Linked DNA regions of Podarcis muralis: region 2 is linked to region 1. The links are chromatin contacts, called in public Hi-C maps. All regions are on one chromosome and are shown on one strand. Each heading gives the region's core, a stretch centred on a gene start, on an enhancer-like site or on the middle of the called end of the contact. The rest is flanking DNA. Distances are from core to core; before and after follow the strand shown.

Evidence for each region. A called contact is a pair of places that touch in the nucleus more often than the background predicts.
Region 2: a Hi-C map of blood shows a contact between it and region 1, with 4 times the contacts expected there. The contact joins the promoter of KCMF1 here to the promoter of LOC114587396 in region 1. A contact is called at or near these places in 2 of 3 Hi-C or Micro-C datasets (blood and tail).

The regions. Positions count from the first base shown.
Region 1 is chr17:11,067,421-11,070,515 of rPodMur119.hap1.1, reverse strand. LOC114587396 (transcription factor JunD-like) reads right to left here and starts at 1,500. Exons shown (of 1, transcript XM_028711571.2): 1 at 1-1,500. The coding sequence starts at 1,029.
Region 2 is chr17:11,233,714-11,237,096 of rPodMur119.hap1.1, reverse strand. It overlaps KCMF1 (potassium channel modulatory factor 1), which reads left to right and starts at 1,285. Exons shown (of 7, transcript XM_028712983.2): 1 at 1,285-1,930. The coding sequence starts at 1,915.

The sequences.
Region 1 (3,095 bases), core at 251-2,750:
GCGCCGGCGGCACTTGGAGGCCGCGATGCGGTTGCGCAGCCGCTTGCGCTCGGCTTTCAGGCGCTCCTGGCTCTCGGCGTCCAGCGGGGACAAGGAGGAGGCCGGCGGCGGCGAGTCTCCGGACGAAAGCGCCGGAGGTGGCGGAGGAGGAGGAACCGACACCACGGCCGCCTCCGGCACCGTCTGAGGCTCCTCCAAAGCTCTGCCCGTCGAGCCGGGCGCTGGAAGGCGAGCCACGACTTGGGGAGGGAAAAAAGTGCCGCCGGCCGAGGGGCTGGCCGGGTTGAAGCCGCCCAAGGTGGTGTAGACGGCGGGCGACTCCTGGCGGGACGGAGGGCAGCAGGGCCCCCCCGGGTGGGCGGTGGGCGAGAGGGGCGCCGGAGACACGCCGAGCAGCTGGTTCTGCTTGTGCAAGTCGGCCAGGGCTTTCACGAAGCCGTCGGCGAAGCCCTCCTGCTCCTGCGTCACCGCCTGCTGCTGGGCGGAGGGCTGCGGAGACCGGTACAAGAAGGAGCCCCCGGCCGCCGCCGCCACCGAAGGCCCTCCGCCGCCGGGGCTGGCCGGACCGGCCAGGCCAGGGCTGCCCGCTTGGATCAGCAGCTGCTCTAGGTCGGCGGCCGCCGGCAGCTTCAACAGAGGCTGCAGCACGCCCGAGCCCACCTCCTGGCCGACTCCGGGCGCGTCGGGGATCAGGCGGTGCACGGCGTTGCTGGTGCCGCCCCGGGGGCGCAGCGAGGTGAAGGGACCGGTGGGCGGCAAGGCAGCGCCGGGGGTGGCAGCCGCCGCCGCCACCAAGTCCCGCTGCTGCTGCTGCTTCTTCCCGACCAGGAGCAGCTTGTGCTGTTGGTCCGCCGCGCTTTCCTCGGCCGGCTCCAGCCCCGCAGGTCCCGCTGCGCCGGGCCCGCCCGCGAAGCCCGGCAGTTGCACGAAGTCCGGGAGCAGCTCCAGCCCGTCCTCGCCGTAGAAGGGGGCCACCTCCATCTTCACGGCCACGCGGGCGCCCGAGCGCCCGCCGCCGCCACTGCTCATGCTGGGTGCGACGGCGAGCGGGGCCGGAGTTGACGTCGCTGCTGCTGCTGCTGCCGCCGCCACTAACTGAAGCTCCTTCGCTCCCAGGAGGGGAAAAGAGGAGGCGCGCAGCCTCGAAGGCGCCGCCGGCGGCAGCAGACCCTCACCGGGCGCGCCCGCTCGCCGCCTCCTGCCCCAGGGCAGCCGCCCGGGGCTCGCCGCTTTCTACTTGTGGCATTTTCGGGAAGAAAACTCTTCCCACCCCCCGCCAGAGGAACTGATGTCAAAAACGCCTCGCCTTAGCAGTTCCTGCCGCTCCGCCTTTCCAGGCTGCGGCCGCGGCGGCGCTCACACTGCCCTCTAGGCTCCGGCGCTGCCGAGGCTGGCCGAGCGGCCTTGGGCTGGCTCGCCTGCTGCTTTTCTTTGTTTACGGAAGGCGATCGCAAGCAAAACAAAGGGAAAGGGGGCGCTGCTGCTTCTAAAGAGCTGGCATGGGAAGGTGGCATAGAGAGAAGAGAGATTAGAACAGTGCTGTAAATCTGAATGTGGGAAGGGTTCCTTTTAGATCCCCCCCCCCCCCCGTGCGCACCCATACTATAGAGAATATCTTCGGCCGCAAATCTCTTCCAAGGTGCTTTGCAGTTAATACCGCAGGCTTTTAAAGACACCTGATGACGAGTGACAGAGCACGTGCCTGCTTTACCAACCAAAAGAAAAACCTAATGCACAGAGGCATGTGGATTTAATTCCAGATCTTTAAGCATAAATGCAGGGGAAAGTACGGGAATTTTTAAGATGCTCGAAACGGTGGTCAAAGCAGGTAGGTGGACGAATAGCAGACAGACTTGTACAACCAATAACAACCAACAGCCTAAAGCCACCCCTCAACTTGATGATATTCAGGGACCACTCAGGCTGTTTTGTTGTTGCCATAGGTGAAAATTAATTTTGTCGTTCTCCTTTGATTGCAGTCCCTGTTCTCTACACTGCATAGAGGTATCTCATTTCTTCAAGTATAAGGAGTGATGGAAAAGGGAATATTGCATTCAGGAAAATAGAAGCTTAGGGAGCTGCTGCCTATCATGCCGGACCATTTGTCCATCTATGAGAGTACTATATACATGACTGGCTACAGTTTTCCAGGGTTTCAGACAAGAATTCCCCTCAGTCCTATATGCAGATGCAAGGCAGTCAGCCAGGGACCTACCAATGAGATAAGTTAAAATATGTCAAAAGCTAGGCAGAACAGAAAACATCTAAACCTTCACCTAAAAATATTTGAAGGAGCCAATCTAGCCTTTCTTGGGAAGAAGGTCCTTAATCAGGATGGGCCCAATAAAAAGACACACATCCCAGCCAACTTCATCACTCTTGCCAGCAAAATCAGGGCAGGGCTTCCAAATATGAATGCAATTGATGGATAGTTTATACAGGAGGAGGTGGCCCTTCAAATATTCTAGTCCAGGACCATTCAGGACCTCACAGAGGTAATATAATAGCCAGTACCTTGAATTTAAACAAGGCTTTTTTGAAATGGTCAAAAAAGCAAGCACCAAATATTATTTTGGCATCAGCTGTAATTTCCCAATATTTCCCAAGGGCAGCAATATGGCACATTGCAACAATTTACCTTGGGTGTGACTAAGGCAGGTGCAGGAGTGGGCAGGTCTACTTTCTCTGTTGGGTATGTTTAGCCTGGTACAGAGGAGACCAAGAGGATAGCCGTCTTCAAATATCTAAAAGGCTGTCACATGGAGCAAACTTGTTTTCTTCTGCTCCAGAGGCTAGGACCTGAACAAATAGCTTTAAGTTACAAGACAGGAGATGCTGCCATCAGGAATAACTTTTTGACAGTAATAGCTGTTTGACAGTGAAACAGACTCCCACAAGTCTATGTTCTGCCCTCAACACCATAGTTCAGTCAGTAGAGCATGAGGGTTGTGCGTTCAAACTCCACATTGGATGAAAGATTCCTGTATTGCAATAGGTTGGACTAGTAAATTGTAAACTGTATGGTCTGGCTTAGAAGACGCACGATCCAATATTACTCCTGAAACCCTGCTGGTTGCTATGGTAGGGAGTGATTT
Region 2 (3,383 bases), core at 36-2,535, 170 kb before region 1:
CCCACACAATTACCGGTACCCACAGCCAGGGCAGAAAACTGATCAAGAGTAACAGTGTGAGAGGGGAAATTAGCAAACAGGGAGGAGTAGCCAATGTCACAGAAGACATAATTGGGATTCAATGTGACCTTAACAGATTGGAGAGGTTCTACACTTAGGCAGCAAGAACCAACTGCACAAATATAAGATGAGAGACACCTAGATTGCCAGTAGTACATATGTGAAAAGGATCTAGGGGTCTTAGTAGATCACAAGCTTTGCATGAATCCACAGTGTGATGCAGCAGCAAAACAAGCTAATGCTGTTTTAGGCTGCATCATCAAGAAGTATAGAGTCCAGATCAAAGGAAGTCATAGTACTGCTCTATTCTGCCTCAGTGAGACCACACCTGGATTACTGAGTCCAGTTCTGGGCAGTGGCGTAGCGTGGGGGGTGCAGGGGGGGCCGGCCGCACCAGGCGCAATATCTGGGGTTAGGGCAAATCCACAGGTTAGGGGGCGCAAATTACTTGCCTTGCCCCGGGTGCTGACAACCCACGCTACGCCACTGGTTCTGGGCACCACAATTTAAGAAGGATATTGACAAGATGGACCTTGTGCAGATGAGGGTGACCAAGATGATCAAGGGTCTGGAAACCAAGCCTTACCAAGGAATGGTTGAGGGAGTTGGGTATGTTTAGCCTGGATAAGAGGAGACTGAGAGGAGATATGATAGCAATTTTCAAATATCTCAAGGACTTGTCACATGGAAGATGGTGCATGTTTTTCTTTTCCTGCTCTGGAGGCTAGGACATGAACCAATGGATTCAAGCTACCAGAAAAAGGAGATTCCTACTAAACACCAGGAAGAGCTTTCTGACAGGAAGAGCTGTTCAATAGCGGAACAGACTCCCAAAAGAGGTGGCAAGACTCTCTTTCCTTGGAGGTTTTTAAGCAGAAGTTAGATGGCCACCCGCCATGCCTAATTTAGCTGACATCCCTGCATTGCAGGGGGGTTGAACTAGATGACCCTCAGGGTCCCCTTCCAACCATTCTCTGATTCCAATTCTTCAAACGAACGGTTGTTGTAGCCGCCCAGAGGGGGGAAAGCGCGTTTTGTGAGGGAAAAGAAGGCGGTTTTGTGAGGGAAAAGGACTGAGAGCCGAGAGCGGGTCTGAGGTGCGTGAGGGGAAGGCGAGACCCTCCTCCCCTCAGCCGCCCGGCCGGCTCTTTCCTCCCTCTCTGGCCCGCTGTGTTATTTCCTCTTCCTCTCGGCGGGCGGGAGGAGAGACAGAGAGAAGGGGAGGTAGGCTAGGCAGGCCGGGCTAGAGGAGGAGGAGGAGGAGGAAGAGGCAGCGGCGCTGTTACCGCCGAGCGTGGTGGTAGGACGACGACGACGACGGACGACGTGGGGAGGGGAATAGACCAGGGAGACCGACGAGACCCGCCGCCGCCGCCGCTGCTGTCGTCGTCGGGCGGGAGGGCGGCGCTAGGAGCTGGCGGGGCCCTGAGCGAGCTTACAGAGTCACCGTGTCACGGCGGCGGCACCCGCCCGCCCGCCCGCCTGCTTGCTGCCTCCCGGGAAGGCGGGGAGGGAGGAACTGCAGCCGCCGCCGCCACCATCCCGGAGAGGCCTCACCATCACTACTACTACGAGCGCCGCCGTCGCCGCCGGAGTCGATTCGCCTCCCTCCGCCCGCCCGCGCCGAAGCGAGCCGCCTCCTGCACACGGAGGGGGTGACTTGGGAGAGGCTAGGCCCAGCCTCGAGCCTCGCCCGGGCCCAGGCTGCGGAGCCGGTGCCGGACAGCCAAGACCGGGGGTGGGTGGGTGGGTGGGTGGGGAGGGAAGTGGGGGGGGGGAAGGGAACTGGAGCCCGGGACGGGCCTGGGCTGGGCCGGGCCGGGCCGCTGCCGCCGCCTTCTCCTCTGAACTAGGATGTCCCGACATGAAGGTGAGTGAGTGCGGGGCCGCTGCTGCTGCTGGCCGGGCCTGGGCGACACCGGGCGGGGGATGGGGAGAAGGAAAGGGAGCCAAGGAGAGAGGTGGATCATCATGGCGCCGCCGACGCTGCACTAGGAGGGGTGGCGGTAGTTCGCAAGTCGGCAGCGGAGCCGGGCCTCGGGTAGCAGCCGCAGCCGGCGGTGGCGGGAGAAGGGCGGGCCGGAGCTGCTTTGCATTGTCATGGGGCCTCTGTCCGTTACGGCTCCCTTTTCGTCCCGGACCAGGAGGTGGCCTGAACTGCGGCCTAAAAAAAAAAACGAGGCCCAGGCGGTTGTGGGCGCCTCAGAGCCTGGCCTGGCTTTGGCCCCGCCCTAAGGGGGGGGGGAAATATAGTAGTTATGGGGTGAATGAATGCCGCCCCGTTTCCTGGGACGATCTGCGCCTTTATGGCGGGCGTGATTTGATACGGAGGGGAAGAGTGGATGTGAGCGAGCCAGGCCCAGCTGGCAGGGCAGGGAAGCCCATGGCTTGGCGGGGTTGGGGGGAGAATAGGAAGGGTGGGTTTTAGGGGCAGGCTTGCATTGCCGGACAGAGTTGGGGGTTGTTGTGGGGCACGTGGGAATGGCGTACATAAGGCTTCAGGGCTAACGGCAAGTGAGCGCTTGGGACTGGAGCCGGAGAGGGAAGCTACATTTCGGTGCCTAGGCTTGGTGAACCAAGAGGAAGGGAGAATGGCAGGTAGGGGTGGCTATGCGCAAGGAGAGGATGTTGGGAAAGAAGTGGGGGCAACGCAGAGGGAGGACAAATGTAGTTTGGCACTGTATTGCCGAAGGAAAATGGATGCATGCTCGTCAAAGTTATGGGTGGGGTGGACGATGATTAAATGGTGGAGAAAAACTGGCAGCAGTACCAGTGGGGATATATGCCTGGCGAGGAGGGTAATGTATGGGTACCAGAAGCCTGAAAAGTACACAGAGGGCACTTTGTATATGTTAATCTGGTAAGAGAAATGTGCACACAGAGTTGTGCCGAAGTGAAGTGTGGACATGTGAGGAAGTGAGTTTTGAAGAGGAAGTTGAAACTGGGAACACTTCAGAGTTGGTGTGACTTGCAGCATATGCTTCAGGGAATTCTTATTTTGGATGGCAGAGAAAGGCTTGCCATGGGTGGTAGCCATGAAGAGCAGCAAATAATGTAAAGTTGAAAAGGTTCCCTAAGGGAGAGTGAATATATAGGGCCGGATTGTTGATATAGATAAGGGCTTGGATGACATTCTAAGGTGGTTGAATATACATTTTCATACTTTTTTGCTGTAAAGTTGATTGTAATCTGAGTAGCTGTTGAGAAACTAGTAAATTGCAATTCTATCTAATCTGATAGGTCTCCCCTAGTCTAGGGCAAGTAAGAATTATTTATTATTGACCACATTTACATTCTGCCTTTTTCTCCAAGTTGCTCAGTGT